Regions from separate parts of the Triticum aestivum genome. Here region 2 is linked to region 1. Evidence: chromatin contacts called from public Hi-C data. All regions are on one chromosome and are shown on one strand. The core of a region is the stretch at or near the end of the contact, and the rest is flanking DNA. Distances in the headings are between cores, read along the strand shown.

What was found. Hi-C and Micro-C count contacts between places; a contact is called where the count stands out from the background.
Region 2: a Hi-C map of an unstated tissue shows a contact between it and region 1, with 9 times the contacts expected there. The contact joins the promoter of LOC123045082 here to the enhancer-like site in region 1. A contact is called at or near these places in 3 of 5 Hi-C or Micro-C datasets (leaf and an unstated tissue) and 1 of 1 datasets of contacts at active chromatin or transcription factors (leaf).

Annotation. Positions count from the first base shown.
Region 1 is chr1A:259,074,349-259,080,189 of IWGSC CS RefSeq v2.1, reverse strand. No RefSeq gene overlaps it. Among protein-coding and RNA genes, the nearest start is that of LOC123045082, 220 kb to the left of the region's middle. Within about 2 kb of position 4,024, at least 1 of the 8 cell types and tissues checked has an H3K27ac peak or open chromatin away from gene starts, as enhancers often do.
Region 2 is chr1A:259,290,402-259,296,002 of IWGSC CS RefSeq v2.1, reverse strand. It overlaps LOC123045082 (probable leucine-rich repeat receptor-like protein kinase At1g35710), which reads right to left and starts at 1,432. Exons shown (of 2, transcript XM_044468017.1): 1 at 1-1,432. The coding sequence starts at 1,340.

The sequences.
Region 1 (5,841 bases), core at 2,775-5,274:
CAGCTACAGGCCGGGCTAGCGTAAGCATGCATGCATGTGATCAATGGCGGAGCTTCATGGGGGCCAACCAGGGTGGTGGCCCCCCTAGCTCACAGGAAAATACATGTATATATCTTAGTTTTAGGCCTATTTTTGCACCAAAAATCAACCTATAGTGAACTTGTTTGCCCCCCCCCCCCCCAGCCAGTGGCACCCCCATGATTCTTGCCCAAGCTCCGCCACTGATGTGATGCGTTTCGATCTTTCATGTTAGTAGATGCTTGGACTCTTGGAGCATAATCCACCATCGGTCGTCCTGATCTCCCGGTAGATAGCAGGATCATAATTTGATCGCTCGAAACAGTCAACAGTTTTATATATGGTGGAAAAGGAGCGCGGATTGCTAGCTTATCCTCGAGTCAAAGGAAAAAACACTTCGTTGCTATGATATCTCAATAAACCGAGCAGTTTTTTCTTTCTTTTGCACTCCATTATGGGGTATTTCTCCTTTGAAGTGTTCTGATAATACTCCTTTGTAATCAATAGATTTGACAGCTCTTCTGCCAGGAACAACAAAAGATAGCTTACCGGAGCGACATGACCACATGCATGATCCCAGAGTATCACCATGCCGCCATTGCCGCGACATAGCAAGCAGCTACAGGCCGGGCTAGCGTAAGCATGCATGCATGTGATGCGTTTCGATCTTTCATGTTAGTAGATGCTTGGACTCTTGGATCATAATCCACCATCGGTCGTCCTGATCTCCCGGTAGATAGCAGGATCATAATTTGATCGCTCGAAACAGTCAACAGTTTTATATATGCTGGAAAAGGAGCGCGGATTGCTAGCTTAGCCTCGAGTCAAAGGGAAAAAAAACACTTCGTTGCTACGACATCTCATATTCACATGGATGAAGCCCAGGCACACACTTGGATTCGCGTGCATGGAATGGAGGGGAGAGAAATATCAAGGGAAGCTGCTCATACGCTCTCAGTTACGCTACAATCTGAGAGCCAGTCAACGGATCTACCTACACACACCGTGAACCGTTTTCTTCCCCTGTGACCTAGTGACATAGTGGCAGCCGACTAACTACCCTCTTCCACGGGGAGATTGAGCACTCCCTTTCCCTTCCTTCACTGCTCCGACAACCGAAGGGGTGGGGTCTCCGAGCTTCGGTCTGATGGTGATAGCCGATAGGGAATAAATTTGTGTTTCGCCTCTGTTCGATGGTAGTGAGATGATGGCCTTGCCGTTGGCGTAGAATAAAGTCACTCCGCCTCGCCCTTGTTCTAGTCGTGTGAAGGATGGTGTATTCAAGATTTTATTTTCCCATATGGCTTTTTCTTCAAAAGGTTTTTCTGGTGGTGCTGTCATGCAAAGTAAAAACTGTGGCTGTGTGTTTTGGTCATTCCGCTCCAACGAAGAACTCAGCCTTGTCAGGGAGCGTGTGAGATTTATGTCCATCGACTCCGTTTGGGACATGCATCGGACATTATATAGGCTCTCTCCGGCGTTTTCTTATCCAAGACGATAATTTCTATGCAGGTCGCAACTGTCGGCTAGTTCTTGCCTATATCAATGAATTCCATCTGTTTCTTCGACAAGCTCCTAGATTCCAACATGTTTGTTCCGTTAAGATAAAGGTGTAGGGACGATAACAAGCTTTGCTCACCGCACGTCGCCAACGAATGTAGCAGAAGAAGACCTTGGCACTCCGAGAATTTGGATGTATTTTTAAGGATATGTGCTACTTAACATATGCCCTTTGGCCGTTCTCAAAAACATACTACTATTGCAGTTTGGAGTAATAAGTAACTAGATAACCCGCCGTGCATCACTGCGTACATTTATGGCAACGAAATTATTGAAAATAAAATTTGAATAAGAATAATACCGCACCATATTCTCACCATATGATGGTAGAAAAACTAGAGGTAACTAGAGGGTGGATGCACGAGAGTGGATGATCTGCACACGGGGCATCTGCACCCGCTTTTTAAAAATGTATTTTTTACGCGTTTTGTAATGTTCAAATTCTAAAAAAAAATGCATACATGTTGGCAAAGGTATGTCCACGACACAAAGTTTTGTGTAAAAAAGTATTTTTGTTTTGTCTCAGTAAAAAAGACAAATTTTACTGCTTCTAAATACCGTTTCATGGCATAAAATTTTGTCTTTTTTGCACAGGCTACGAAAAAGTTGTTTTTCTATGAAATTTTCTGCACACACATAGAATATGAAGATATCCGCGCGCACCCTTTTTCAGAATTTTTTTGACATTACAAAATGTGTTTTCTAAAGTGGGTTCATATGTACCCGGGTTCATCCATGCACTTCTCGTGGATGCATATTATATTACTTTTTGACATTCAAGTTCAATTATTTGTTGCCGAAAAAATGATGTGGAAGGCTTGTATGTGGTGGAAAGTGTAAAGCATAATTGTTGCATTGTGTGATGATTTGGATATCTTGGATGTGCCTTTAAACAGGATCACTTAGATATTTATATGTTGCTGAAAAAAATATAAAATATATGGAGGTTATGTGTTTGATGATGTGGAGGGCTTGCATGTGGTGAAAAGTGAAATGGTTGTATGTGTTTGATGATGTGAATGGTTTATGTGTGCATTTAAATGGGATCACTTATATTTTATTTGTAGCCGAAAAAAAAGTGTGCTTGATGATGCAGAGAGCTTGGAAAAGTGAAAAGTTGATAATTACATGTGCGTTTGACAATGTGTAGGGCTTGAATGTGCTTGATGATGTGAAGGAATTACATGTGCATTTGAATGAGATCATTTACTCGGATTTATATAGGATAGCAAAGTATTGTGTTCCTGCAATTCACACACAACCGTAATTCACACACATTGGTGAGTGATCGATATTTTCTTTTGCACGAATTAAATGCGCCGTTTGAATTGTAGGGTGGCTGCATCAATTATTATGGTAATGCACCTTGTAGTCGTTACTTTATGTCGCCCTAAAGAAAGTAACTTTGTATTTTCCAAGAAGTGCATATCGATCCTATTTCGCGCGTGGGTCACTGTGTAGCGACAAAATGCATCGAAAATTGCAAACAATGCCCGAGCTCCAGTGAGCTAGTTTTCAAATTTTAATTTTTTTTTGGATCGCAAAAAAGTCCAAATTTATTTGCGAACACACTTGCACATGCATACTATGATATGTGCAAAATTTCGCAGCATTATACTTTTACATGTGGCGTACAGAAAAAAAAGACAAATACACATATTTATACGGGCCTTTTATTTTGTTATTGGGCCGGATTTTTTTTGTACAGCCTACAAACCACAATATTTTTTGACGAAATTCAACATGTTCCTGTGGAATACATATATGTATTCATGGAAAAAATCAGATTCTTTTGAAACTTTTAAATATGTTTTTTGATAATTTTGAAATACCGAGCTCAATGGAGCTTGCCCTCCAGAAATCCGCACTCCCAAATACATACCCTACCTAAGTGCACATTAGTTAGCTATTTTTTCTAAAAAAAATCATTTGCTTTTTTCATAATTAAATCCATGAACATATTTTTTGAATTGGTACCACTCTATGAGATTCAGGAATAGATTTTCAAACTCATAAGTTTTTCTAATTTATGAAGATTTCTGGAAATTTTATAAAGATTTATTTCATTCATGAATAATTTTAACGAAACAATTACTAAATTTTCTTGAGTTTTTAAAAATTCCTTACCATTAAAAAAATCCAGAACACTTTTTTGAATTTTTGAATACTTTTCAAATTTTTATGAATATTTTTAGTATTTCTTATAAATTTTTTTAAATCCATGAGCATGTTCTAAATTCGTGAAGATTTTAAATTTCAAAAGAATTTTTTATTTTTTTGTTGAAACTGATGAAGGAAGCAAAGATAAAAAAGTGAGTTTGAAAAAGGAAAAAGAAAGGCGAGAAAAAACAAAAAGCGCCTTGTGCCCCGCATTGGAGCAGCACAATGGTGCGTGATTGGGAAACGTGCTGTGTTGCTGGCATGGGCCTGGCCCAGCTACGCTCGCTCGATCGCTAGCTCCTGCTTGACCATTTTTTTTCTTCATTCTAAAAACTGCTACAGTATAGACTATTTTTCTTAGGAAAAAGACTGGTTCGCTACAGTATGTACTCTTGTTCTTAGAAAAAGGTTCATCGAATTTGAACAAAAGTTCACCGAGTTCAAAAAAAGTTCATCAAATTTGCAAAAAGTTCATCAAAATTTGAAACAAGGTCATCGAATTTGAAAAAAGTTCATTGAATTCGAAAAAAAGTTCATCAAAATTTGAAAAAAGTTCATCAAATTCAAAAAAAAGTTCACTGGATTTAGAAACAAGTTCATCGAGTTTGAAAAAATTTCATCGAATTTGAAAAAAGTTCATCGAGTTGGAAAAAGTTCATCGAGTTTGAAAAAAGTTCATTAAAATTTGAAAAAAGTTCATTGGATTTAGAAAAAAGTTCACCGAGTTTGAAAAAAAGTCATCAAATTTGAAAAGGTTGATCGATTTTCTAAAAAGTTCATCTTATTTGAAAAAAGTTCATCGAGTATTGGAAAAAAAGTTCATCGAATTTGAAAAAAAGTTCATCAAATATTTAAAAAGTTCATCTAATTTGAAAACAAGTTCAACGATTTTGCAGTAATGTCGTTGTATTTGAAAAATTTCCCGCATTTGAGGAAAAATAAAAAAACAAGATAGAGAAAAAGAAAGGAAAAAGGAAAGCAAACACCAAAAGAGATGCGTTCTTTGCATCTTATAAGGATTAAAAAAAATAGGATATTAGCACATCCGGTGATCTAATCCTGTTGGTTAGGGCGCATGCTACTAGCACATCCGGTGATCTTATAAAGATCCGGTGATCTGATCCCTGTATCAAATAGCCGCCGCCGAATAGGATTTGGCCATGATTGGTGCGCTTGTATCGCACATGAAAGGAGGTCACGAAGCGCATGTTGGCATTGGAGGAAAACCCTGTTTGACGCCAAGTAGGGTGTTAATTGGCCCACATGGTGCACCTCCCCCAATGAACATACATAAGTTTTAAACATTGTGTACACATTTTTTAGAGAAAACAAGCGGGAGAGCTCTCACACACTTGCATTTGATATTTTTTTTGTCTGCTGGCGTCGGTTAAATGCGTTTACACTGGTCACTTCACTTAAAAAAGGTAGATACATGTGCATTTATTTTGGGTTTTCAAAATTTTAAAAAGTCATATCTTTTGAACCCTCACAACAAAATTTTTGAAACAAGATCCCACATGGCATGTTTTGATGATTTCTTTTTCTGATGTCAATTTTGGGGCTATATATGGTAATATTACTATAACATGGTGCATTTTTAGTATTATATGGTGCAACTTTTCTGAAAACCAATAGAGCTGATGATCCAACTTCTAAGAGGTTGCAACCTAACGACCATGGCAACTATTTTTAGTGATGTACAACTAGACTACTACCCCTGCCAATTACCTAGTAATCGATGTACAACCCCCCTTCTCAACTCATGGATGTGTAATTTTTCACTGCTGTCACACCCAGCCCCACCTACCGTACTAGCGATATGTGCAACTTAGTCTGTTGTGCTATCCAATTGTCTAGTAGTCGACGTACAATTCCTTTCCCTTCCTACTTGTGGATGTGTAGTTTCATATGGTGGGGCAACAGAAGAAGTTGCACATATTCTACTCGGCAGTTGGCTGGAGCAACAGGCGAAATTGCCCATCTCACTCGCAGTGATAGTTTGATAGTGAAAACTGCATATCCATGCAGGTATTGAAAAGTTGCATATGGACGGGGTGCTAAAGTTACACATCTCGCTAGCAAGGGTGGTTCGGATGGGTGCCA
Region 2 (5,601 bases), core at 183-2,682, 220 kb before region 1:
AGAGAGTTCACCGACAAATCCAACTGAGTCAGGCTCACCAGCTCGCCTAGCTCTGCTGGGATAGAGCCTGTAAGGTTGTTGCTGAAGAGATACAAGATATCCAGCTTGGTTGCCTTGCCGAGCTCTGGTGGAATCTTCCCGGTGAATGAGTTCATTTGCACTTGGAACGATATGAGCTCTGGCCAGCTCCTGAACAAAGACGGCGGAATCTGACCGGTGAGTTTGTTGGACGATATGCCAAACTCGCGCATTTTGCGCATCCCGGCGAACGCCGGCGGCAGGAAACCGGTGAGCTGGTTCATGGACAGCTCCATCAAATTGAGATTGCCAAGGTTGCCCAGCTCTGGTGGAATAGTGGAATTCAACCCGGAGCTCTTGAGATCAAGGCGTTGCAGCATTTGGAGCCGGCCAAGTACCGGCGGGATCGGCCCGCCGAGCAGGTTGCCGCCGAGTTCAAGGACTCTGAGCTGGGACATGGACCCGAGGAAATCGGGGACTCCTCCGGTCAGATTATTGTTTAAAACCCGCAGGTCCCGGAGATTCCTCAGCTTCGACAGCGACGGCGGTATCCGCCCAGAGAAAGCATTGATGGACAGGTTGAGGTACATGAGGTTGGGGAGCTTCTCCGCCAGCGACTCCGGTATCGACCCGGAGAAATTGTTCTGCGACAGGTCGAGGTAGGTGACGTTGGCGCTCTTGAGGATGAACTCCGGGAAGCCGCCGTTGAGGTAGTTGAGGTAGAGCGACATGAACCTGACGGTGGGCATCGGCGATAACTTGCGGTAGTCCGGGTCGGTGAGGAAGTTGGCACCCAGATCGAAATGCTGGATCCTGGGGAGCCTGCTGAGCTGGTGGGGAATGGCGTCGGCGAGGTTGTTGTTGTAGAGACGCAGCTCGACCAGGCCGGAGAGGTCGGCGAGCTGCGGCGGGATGGAGCCGTTGAAGCCGTTGCTGCCGAGGTCGAGCGTGGCGAGGAAGCGCAGGCGCGAGAGGCTCGCCGGGATGGCGCCGAAGAAGTTGTTCCCGTTGAGGTCGAGCGTGGCGAGGGCCGGGAGCGCCGCGACGTCGAGCTTGTCGAGCGTGCCGCCTAGGCCGAGCCCCCGGAGCGCGAGCGAGTCGACGCGGCCGGCGGCGTCGCAGGAGACGCCCTCCCAGGAGGAGCAGAGGCCCGCGGGGTTGGCCCAGGTGGCGAGCGCGTCCGGGAGCGGGCGGTCGAGGCTGGCCTTCCAGGCCAGCAGCGCCTCGGCCTCCGTCGCGGCATTGGCGGCGCTGGCGGAGAGCAGGAGGAGGACGAGGAGCGGGAGGAGGAGGATGAGGGCTCGTGCGCCCGGCGTCGGCATTGGCTGGCGCGCCGTCGGGAGGGGAGACGGGGACGGGGAGGGGCGGCGAGAGGAGGGGGGATTTGAGCTCGCGGCGCGGCTGCTCAGTGGGACGCGGGTTGACTCGAGTAGGCAAGTACTATTACTAGTACGGCGTCCATGTGTATGGTTGGGTGGTGCGGTCAGCGGTGCGGCGTGAGCGTGTGTGGGGAAGCGGGGTACGGCGACTTGGAGGCGTCGTCGTCGCGTACCGGAATTCCAGCGGCGAGAAAAGAGGGTTTCAGGGCCGACAGCCTGTGCTTTGCTTGTCCATGATACCAGCGGCCTGCCGTGCTTTGACCTCTTTTTTTTGTTCCATGAAAAAATGCAGTGCTTTGACTTGAATAAAATGGCCCGGCATATCATGGGTGGACGATTCCATTCCTCTTACTAGTAGAATCGTTGATTGATCCATCGTGATCGCGGTCCAATCCAAGCCGGTCTGGATTCATTAGCCGCAAATTTAGAAGTTGGACCGTGAGCTGCTGCCGGACGGACGGACGGTGACAACCGCCGGGGGTTCCTCCTTTCGCCACCCTGTCCGTCCGTCCCTGCCTCATCCATGCCGTGTGGCCCGTGGGTTCAGTTTTCAGTAACTGCGCTCCAAACTTGGACAATGTATGGGTTCCAGAGCGTCTATCTACATGACGCGCTCTATCTGATAATATAAATGAACTCATTAATTAAAGTTTCAGTTATACGTTCCGCCATGAAAACCGTGTTGCCAGCCTTATTTTGGATTTCTTTTCCTAGACTAGAGTAATTGTATAGTGGCGTGGAGCGCATGCGAATTCATTTTCTCTTGTCACTACCTATCTCATGCACCTTGAGATTTATACCATCATTAGTTGCTACATGTTCTTTCTTTTGTTGCATAATATAGACCATGATAGAGTATATCACACACACGGTCTTGCAGCTTATCACGCATGTGTTTTAGTCACACGCGTTGAAAAAGTGTGCGACATACCTGCATGGGGCTTGGGTCGTATTTTTTTTCACGAATATGCAAGAGCTTGCATGTCTTCCATTGGTAAGTAGAAGATAGAGAGTACATAGAGTACAAGGTGCCCTAGCAGCGTTCCAAAACGGGAGCGTGAGAGGGTAAGGAGGAAGTGGGTTACAACGAGGGGACAAGAATGAAGCCTCATGAGGACTATCTCAGGAAGGATGTTGGCCAAGCCAATGTTTACATAGGAAGAACGGAGGTGGGCCTCACCGATGATGAGGTTGGGCAGACTTGGAAGGGAGGGTGCCTCGCCGCCGAACATGATGTTGTTCTGGTGCTTCCAAAGAAGCCAGGTGCCTACAAGTAGCAAGGAGGAGAGCCCTTTGTGAGCAGCCACGAGCGTGGTGATGCACGAGGTCACACACCAATCTTGGAACTGCTCATCTCGCTGCAGTGGCCTCGAAGTGCATCGGCACCACGAAAGGAGCTCATGCCAGAACTGCCTCGAGAAGGAACAACCGACGAATTGGAGGTGCATGCTCCCGGGCTCCTGATCACGGAATAGGAAGAGGGGCACGTGAGGAAGCCCATGTCTGCCAAGCCGCTCGGTAGTCCATCATTGATCGAGCAGAGCGAGCCAAACGAAGATCTTGACATGTAATGGAACCCTTGTCTTCTAGGTAAGGTGCTAGTTGGGATCCTCAACGGAGCCCTGAAACATGGCGGTGTAGTATGTCACGACATAGTAGACAAGGACTCTGTCCATCTCCAGGTGAGACAATCTGGGGCCAGGGATAGGGTGATATGATACAGCGTATGCCATAAGTCGATGTATTGCACTAGCGCAGTGGGCCCAAGCATGCCGAAAATGTCTCGGATCCAGGCGCGCTGCAGCAACCCCTTCTAGATAGTTCGCAACGTGCGGCCCCTGCGGGAGACCAAGACATGGACGAGCGGGGCAATGTCAGTGATGCAGAGTCCAACCGGCCAGTGGTCAAACTAGAAATGTCAACTTGAGCCATCGCCAAGATGCCAAGCAGTGGAAGCACGCACGATTGTCAGCGTGTCTAGGTCATGAGGAATCGATAGATGAGCCCAAGGGCGGACATCATTAGTCCGTTGTAGCCACATCCACTTGGCATGAAGCACGATGGCGATGTGATGGAGGTGTCGGACACCAAGTCCTCCAAGCTGGATAGGGTGGCAGACCTAGGCTTAGTTAACCTTGCACTGCCAACCATGTGCATCCTTGCGGCCAACCCAAAGGAAGTCGCATATCACCTAGTTGATGCGAGCCAACATTTGAGGGCGGTGGTGGTCAAGATGTGGGTGGGGATGGCGAGAGCACGTGGCGGACAGTGGAGAGCAGGTCAACAAGGGAAAGCATCAAGGCGCACAAGGTGGAAAGTTTCTTCTCAAGCTTGTCGAGGAGCGGTGTCAAGGCCGAGGAGTGCAGCTTACGTATCGACATAGGGAGGCCCTGGTATTGCATTGGGAACACAAAGACAGGGCGGGAAATGTCGTTGGGGATGACCTTTACATGCTCTTCCTTGCAGGGGATCGGGGATCGTGCAATTGGCGATGTTTGTATGTAGCCCAGATGTGGTGCCGAGGACACAAAGGAGCTTAATAATTGTCTCGATGTCGTGCTTATCAAGGTGGCGGAAGATGAAAACATCGTCAATGTAGAGGGACACACTCGAGGCAACGTGTGAAACGGTGAGGCGGTGAAGCAGACGGACCTCCACAACGTGTTGGATCAGGGAGTTGAGGACATCGATGACGAGGGTGAAGAGCATCGGGGGAGAGCGGGTCCTCCTGGCGAAGTTCGCACGTATGTGAGATGGGGTGCCCGATAAGGCTGTTGACGAGCACGTGAGTGGAGGTCGTGGCGAGCAAGATGGAAACCCACTATCTCGAGCGCGCTCCAAACCTGAGATGTCGCAGTGTTTCGAGGAGATAGGGCCGGGGTACCGAGTCGAAGGCCCCGTCGATGTCAAGCTTGAGCATGATGCGAGGAACCTTGAGGTTGTGGAGGAGGCATGCCATTTGCTGGACTAATAGGAAGTTGTCATGAATTCTACTAGCGGAGATGAAAGCACTCTGATTAGTAGAGACCATCTAGCTAAGGTGCGACATCAAATACATAAGGGTAATTGGCCAGAAGTCAAAGAGTGTGTCAACGTCGGGACACTTCGGGAGCAGGGTAATGAACGCCTCATTGAGCTTATGAAAGCCTCGCGCGTTGAGAGAGTAGAATTTGCCAAAGGCTCGAGGATAATCCTCCTAGAAAATGTTCCAGCAGCAAATGAGGAACTCTGAGGTGATGTCGTCCGGCCCTGGGTCTTTGCCAGAGGGCAAGGCCTTGACCAAGTGCCAGATCTCAGCCTGAAAGAAGGGCTCATCCAGGACGTCAAGGTCAAAAGCACCAACATGCAAATCGTGTAGAGAGATGGAGAGGGCATAGTCCTCGGAAGTCCCTAGGATGTCGGTGAAGTGGTCATAGGCAGCACCGCTGAGGGCCTCAGGTTTGGATATGACGCAATCATCGACCTTAAGCTCAAAGATAGGGTTCTTCTTTTGGAGATGTGACGCATGCGCATGGAAGCATTGTATTAATAATAAGTTTAGAAGGGGAGGCTAGAGTGACAGAATAAATATTCCCTGGGTTTATGAGTTATAACATGGTGGGTGAATAGGGACCCTAGAGGATAATGTTATGGTTGTACTTATGTCTTAAATTCACATAAGAAACACAATTGGTTTATCCTTAGCACAATTAAGGAATGGACCACCAGTTGCACACTTTTACATTTCTTGCTATTTGCATTTTTGTAACTCCCCGCAACGAAATACAACATGGTTTATGCCTTTTAGCACTTGCAATAATCTCTTGTTATTTTGCGCACACTAATTTCTTCTACTCCTCGTTGGGTTTGACATTTTTATCTACGAAAGCGGTATACAATTGGTCTCCTACACCTGTGTGATATCAAAACTATACCCATAATCTAGCAATCTATTAGTAGGTTATTCGAAGAAGTTATAAGTTGTTGCATAAAATGATAAGAAACATTTATGGAAACTTCTAAAATTAGCTATACGTTTTGGATGTATCAATCATCTGAGACCCCAACGACAATGTATTCAGGGACGTTGGTGGTGAGGCATGAGAAACATTTGAGTGCCTGAAAAACGAGGAGCCTTAGTCAGGGATGTCGTTGCAGGAGATTAAAGATCTGTGTGTATGGGGAAATACATAGTACACAAAACATGAAAGTGGGTACAATACAA